2 separate regions of the Gossypium hirsutum genome follow, and region 1 is linked to region 2. The links are chromatin contacts, called in public Hi-C maps. All regions are on one chromosome and are shown on one strand. The core of a region is the stretch at or near the end of the contact, and the rest is flanking DNA. Distances in the headings are between cores, read along the strand shown.

What was found. Hi-C and Micro-C count contacts between places; a contact is called where the count stands out from the background.
Region 1: a contact with region 2 is called in a Hi-C map of leaf, with 2.6 times the contacts expected there. The contact joins the promoter of LOC107913292 here to the promoter of LOC107911113 in region 2. A contact is called at or near these places in 3 of 34 Hi-C or Micro-C datasets (leaf and petal).

The regions. Positions count from the first base shown.
Region 1 is chrD11:28,585,111-28,588,388 of Gossypium_hirsutum_v2.1, reverse strand. It overlaps LOC107913292 (ADP-ribosylation factor-like protein 8a), which reads right to left and starts at 1,510. Exons shown (of 6, transcript XM_016841837.2): 1 at 1,112-1,510; 2 at 278-359; 3 at 120-152. The coding sequence starts at 1,149.
Region 2 is chrD11:28,444,608-28,448,103 of Gossypium_hirsutum_v2.1, reverse strand. LOC107911113 reads left to right here and starts at 1,746. Exons shown (of 5, transcript XM_041104002.1): 1 at 1,746-2,133; 2 at 2,505-2,652; 3 at 3,016-3,086; 4 at 3,193-3,396; 5 at 3,482-3,496. The coding sequence starts at 1,849.

The sequences.
Region 1 (3,278 bases), core at 261-2,760, 140 kb before region 2:
ACTTCTATGACAGAAAAAAAAAAAGCCTTGGAAAGTAATATCATACCAATTCACAAATTTAAAAAGAAGAAAAAAAAGTGAAGATGCAAATACAGATCCTCTTAGACAAGATGACTCACCGTTGGGATCATATCTTCACTATATCCACCAGTCTGAGAAAAAACCAACAAGCCAACTTAAGGTCAAGCCACAGAATAAAGCAAAACAATACTACATTGCTAGCAATGGACCCTTAGTACTGCGGTGACATTTACATTGAGTTTCTTAATTTACTTACTGCAACAACATTTACTAGTGAGGTTTTTCCAGCATTCTGAAGTCCTATCAAAGATAGCTCCATTTCCTGCTTGAAAAACAGGCTGCAAAACAACAAGTAAGCCCTCATACCATGAAGGTTGAACTACAGAGGTCAACTTAAATAACAATCTAGAAGGATAAAGCTCACAAATTAGCAATTTAGCATTCATTTAAAGAATTCTCCAAACATGTAAATCAATAAAAGTCACAGAAAACTAACTGAAAAGTATGTGAATTCCATAAAAACAAAACTAATTTTCCACCAAGCACATGAAACCCAAAAAGCATTCATAACTTAAATTAGATCTCAAGTAAGTGTGGAGCAGAAGAGAATTGAACCATCCACACAGCTCTTCCTTGTCTTTGAAAATTTTCCTTTTTACACAGATTTCCTTATCTGCAGAGGCGATGGTATGGTAATCTACCCCCATTCTAATATAGAAATTAAAAAATAAATTAAACCATTGACTCATTAAAATTACATTAAATATGTAGTGAACCATTATTGTTTTTTCTAAGAAGAAAAACAATCAATCGTCTATTATTCATTTGGTTCATGAACCACACATCAATTTACTAATTTCGATATAACATTCTTAACAATAGAAGTAATTTTACTGTATTCTCAAACAAAAGATGAAAATTTTACTTCTTTTTAGCTTAAAAAGATGAAACCCAACTTTATATAAATCATAATTCTCTATCCAATCCAATACATCACCTAAAATTTAAAAAAGGAAAAGAAAAAAAAACAAAACAAAACAGCAGAAATTAATAAAAGAGTGGCATTGCAACAAACCAAAAAAAAACCTACCTTCGAAGCCAATTGAGAAAAGCTTCCAATAAACCCATTAGAAGAGATCACAAAAAAAAAAGCCTTCTTTAGTAAATTTTCGAAGAGAAAAACAGGAAGAGAGAGCCAGAGATCTCACAAAGCCCCTGGCTTTTCCTTCCCTCCCTTCTGGCCTGCTGATTTTTATTTTTATTTTAAATTTATTTTCACTGAATTCCTTACTTCGAATTATTTCCTTTCCATAATAAATAAACAGCCAAATTGGACTCTCCAGATTACGGTGGGATTAGGGGTAGTTGAAAGAAAAAGAAATTATTCATTTTTGAGGAAAATATCAGCCGTTGATAGTGAGTGATTGGGAAATTTATGGACGGTTTAGATTCTATTGGATCTTTTACCTCTAATTTAAGTCAAACAGGCAAAAACAATATTTTCTCTATTTGGTAGAAAAAGATTCCGTAGAACACTGTGAGAGTAGTTCGGAGGAAGAAATAGATTGAACAATCAACGGTCTCAATTTTGGCGAGTGGCGTTCACGAACGAATTTCATTGGTGCATCGTGCAGACGTTTTGAGGAGGTGATTGGAGAGTGGCATTCACCTCTAATTGAAGATGATCTAATAGAAGTTGTACAGGAGAATTAAGGTGACAGAGTTGTACTATTTTATTTCAACTAACTTTTAATGTAACTTGTAGCTATATTTTCTTTAAATTATATTTATGCGTTTAATTATTCTAATTTAATTAATTATACTAAAATTGTTATCACACATGTGTACGTACTTAAAATACATATAAAAAATTAACATAATTAATTTTAATATATTAATTAAATAATAGTTGAAATTCTATTCAAGTAATACTTCTATTTTACATCAATAAAATTAATATATAAAATTTCTTTTAACTAACAATTTATATTATAATTATAATTATCACAATTTTTTCCTATACTTCATAATTAGAGTTCTATTTAAGTACTAACTCTATTTTAAAATTAGCACAATATTTTTTAACTAATAATTGCAAATTAAATTATAATTTCTTTTAAATGTATAACAATTATCACAATTTCTATTTTACTTCAATTTTTTATCTTAAAATGTGAATTTAATAGTATGATGAAAAATAAAGTGTATTTTCATCCGTTCAAAAGTTTTTCAAACTCATATTTTTATATATATTATAAATAAATAAATATGTTAGTATAGATATATAATCGACGGAGGTAATAAAGCATACATAACACAATTAAAATTTAAATATTATATTACAATAAAGTTTGGATTTAGTAGTAAAGTTAATGTTTTATTAATGTAAATAATACCGTTTCAAATCTAAACACATGGGATTTTTTTATTGATTTTTTTAAAAAGTAAAAGACTAAAATACCTTTGAATGATATAACTTATTTTAATTATTAAAAGCCATTTTCATAATTTTTTTGATCGAGTTGGTGTCTAGTTAATTTATAACATTAACTGGGGCTTAAATAGAAGTATAGATATTAAAACTCTATTTAATTAATGTGAGTAATTATTATTTTAAAATATATGATTAATTATTTTAATATAAAGTGTAATATAATATTTTATTAAAATTTATCTATTCTAATGTTTTTCTAGTTTTAATATAATAAAAAATTTATCTTCAATTAATAAATAATTTAAAATAATAAGATATTATTTATCCATAAATGTGAATATAATTTAAGATTTAATATAAAGTGTAATTCAATATTTAAACTGTTAGTATAATAATATTTTATTATTTTTAAGTAATATTATATGGTTATTGATTATCTATGCATTTGAATAGTTTAAATTAGGTGAAAGTACCCAAAAGTCCCTGTATTATCATAAGGGAGTAAACAAGTCCCTCTACTAAAGAATGGAGCAATTGTATTTTAAAAATGGAAGCAAATTAGTAAAGTCATTGTAACGAAACTATTCAAATGGATGATGTGGCACATGACTGCACATTGAACTTATAAAAAAAATTATGGTTGGCTATAACAATTAATTGTTTTAATTAAGTTTATTTTAGGTTAATTTAATTTTTGTTAATTACTTTTTAAATTAATAAGTTCTAAAAATTAAAAAGATTTTTTTTAAAGCATTCACATTTAATTGTTACAACGAATCACAACCTTAATTTTTTAAGGGTAAATTACACTAACAGTCACTTA
Region 2 (3,496 bases), core at 497-2,996:
CTGAGCATTCATCTTGAGGTTAATCAGGGGCATTTTAATGCCTGAAAAATCTCAAATTTGATGCACGTAAGGTGACTACTACATCTAGTGGACTTCAATAAATGTGAAAAACCAAGTTGGGGATCTGTCGTCTTATCCATGTTGTACAAGGAGATGTGTCGGGCCACAGTACCAAATATGATGTCGATGGTGGTTGCCTGTTCCTACTGCAGTCGTGGGTTTGGTGGCGACTACCGTTTTCTCCATTTCCATGCAACCAGTACCTTTAACCTTCCTTCTTATTCAAAGTTCGGCACCATTGTGGACGCAAGAAGACTCTGAAGCGAGTAGCAACTATTGTGGTGAAGTAAAGGTGATGCTCTTTTAAGGGCGATGACTATTGTCGTTATTAAACAAGCTATTAGTAACTACAACCACTGTCGCGCCGACCTGAGTTTGACCTCTACTGTGCCGGAACATCTGCTCTCCACCTGAGAGCCCTTTTGTGTCCACCTCGGTGTCAGCTTTCAGATAAGAATGAAAGGTCAAAGATACCGGCTGTTTGGAAATAGAGAAAAAATTTACGTTGATTACACTGGAAGTTCCCAGATTTTTTTCGTATGATTATGGTCTCAATCTTATATATGGTATATATAGGGCATCGTTTGGGGGTATCCAAAAAGCTTGAACACCTGATTGCATAACGACTATCACCTGTCCCCCCGGTTATATTAGAACCCATGACCGTATCACGGTCGGCGACTGGGACCTCCACCTAAACTTCGACCCCCTAATCGTATCAAGCATTATTACCTCAAAACTAGATTTCCCCACGATGGGTTTCTGAGGTGATGGTCTTATCCCGCCATGACATATGAAATGTATGTGTTCTGAGGCGTGTTATCACAGCCCCAACCCCTTAAATCTAGCTATGAACTTTCGCAGTTTTAAACCCTAAAGCCTTTCAAAAAACTATAAACCCTAAAATATACACCAAGCTCTAACACTAACCTTAAAAATATTATAAATGATTAGAGTTTTTAGGAGAGAGAAAGGAAAAGCGCGTTCAACTTAAAAACGGCCTATTTCGCTAAATAAAAAAAATAGCCTAAAGACCTAATTAAAAAAAAAAGGGACTCTTAAGCCTAATTTAGTCGACTTTGAAAGCTTAATATTTTTTTATCTCTGAAAGAAAGAGAGAAAAGATCAAGCTTTACAATTACGTGTGATTTGCAAATGTTGTTGGGAACAATTTTTAATGATAAATTTGGGTTTTGATTGAATAACTAGCAGAATTAAAACCAAAAAAATTGATTTTTAACTCTCCCTATTTTTATTTTAAAAAAATTAATTTATTTTACTTTTAAATTTCAAAATTTAAGTCCTTTTGTTAATATTAAATTAAAAACCAATTTCACAATTTAGAATTTATATTTTTTAAACAGTTTTTTTCCTAAGCATAGAACCCACAAACCATCTTAATTTTAAGTAATATCACTTTAAGTTTTAAGTTTATTAAGCAATATGAGAATAAATTATTATAAGAATTGAGCTAAATAATTTAATTTAACTTTTAATTAAAATAAACTAAATAGCATTTTCAGAGTGGAACGTAACCAAAGTGGGCAACAAAATTAAATTCAAATGATTTGGTGATGGCAATTCAAAAGTAAAATTAGATCCATTGAAACATGTAATTTAAAGTCAAAGGATTCTTATCATTAAAATTCTAAAAAAGTCCATGCATTTAGATTAATTCTTAGGCCCATTTTGTCAAAAATTTAAGCCAGGCTTGGCCTACATGGATAGAACAAAGCAAGCCTAAAAGAGTCCAATTATTTATCCCACAGGGGTTATATTCCAACGGTGATGATTGCGGGTTTAGCAATGGCAAGACCAACCAGTAGCGGCGGCGGCAGCAGCAGCAGCGAAGAAGACGGGGACGCCGAGTGGAAAGCTGCCATTCAATCTATAGCCGCAACCACTACCGCCACTTTCACTGCTAACGGTTCCAACAGCTCCACTGTAACAACACAAACAACAAGAAACAACCTCGTTTCAAATTCAACCCCAGATACAGATGATTATGTTGATAAAGCTGATGAAATAGATCAGAGAAAGCACCCCCAGAAGCTTAAAAACTACCAACTCAAGGTTCCCAACCTTTTTCCATGTTTCTATCTTTGTTGTTTTAGCATTAGCTTATCTGGGTAATTTTGCAAATAATTGGATTAATATCTACTTCAAAAAAATATGAACTCTTAGATTCCATGTCGAGTGTTGAATCATGTTTATTGGATTGATAGTTTCCATAAGACTCATTTTTTTTCACCATAATTTGGCATCAAATTTGAGTGCACTGCCGGAAAGTCTAATTTTCTTCGAAGGAACTTTAATGGAGGTATTTCAGATCAGTTCTACAACTTAAAAGGACTCAGTTTTAGTAATTTTCAATTCATAATGTTTAAATCATATATATCAAGTGCTATTTTGTTTTGTTTGCTAACTCACAAAGTCATAAGCAGGCACAAAAGCTTTTGGATAACATGTTAGAGAAGCACTTAGTGATAGTGAAGGATGCCTGTAATGTCTCAGATGCTGATAGCGTGGTAAATGAAAGTGGAGTTCGTTTATTTAAAAATTCTACTCCTGGGATAGTATTTGACCACGTAGGTGAGTACCTCTTTGCCTCATTTTCATCTCTTGCTGCAATTGGAGAAATGTTTTTACAGTCTGCATTGTTCAACCTTTTCTTTCCTTGTTTCTTTTGCTACTACATTAGTCTCAAATGATTGGTTCTAGATTCAGAGTTTAGTGAATGGGAAAAAAGGGCAGCCTATTTAGGTTACTAATGAAACTTTTCAAAGGGATTCTACCTATTGCTTTTGAATAAATTTGAACTGTTATTACAGGATACTGGATTGGTGTTGATATTGCAATGTGTTTGTGCATTTGCTCTTATCTTCTGAGCTAGCTCTCGGAAGGGTTATCTACGTTATGGTATTTGAGGTTTGAGAGTTATTTGTTTGCTGTCAGATGAAATTCAAGGACCCCGAAAGAAACCAAAACTTCTTCCCAGAAGAGGGATTGATGAGAACTCGAAAGAGGTCCGCTTGTTGTCTGGATCTCTTTTGTTTCTGTTAACTCTTTTCTCCCCCTTTTTACTTTGTATTATTCCTCTTAATTTATATTTGGCTACATGGTGGTATGCAGTTCAGACGACAACTACGGTCCATAGCTGTTGATGGAAAAGATATATTGGCTGCAGCAAGAGATGCAAGCCAGAGATCGTTAGCTAGATTAGAAGCTAAAGAAGCAACAGCCAAAGAAAGAGCCAAGAGAGAGGAAGCCAGGATCACGGAACTGAAAAGGATTAGGGGAGAGAGGTGGCTACCTTCAATGGCTAGACAGATGCAGGTAAAGTCTCAAGTTTGAAAATCACGATCTTATGCACATTTTCAGTCATCTAATCTCTTGTTGCCATTATCTTTTTCTTGCTCAGTTAAGCAAAAGATCT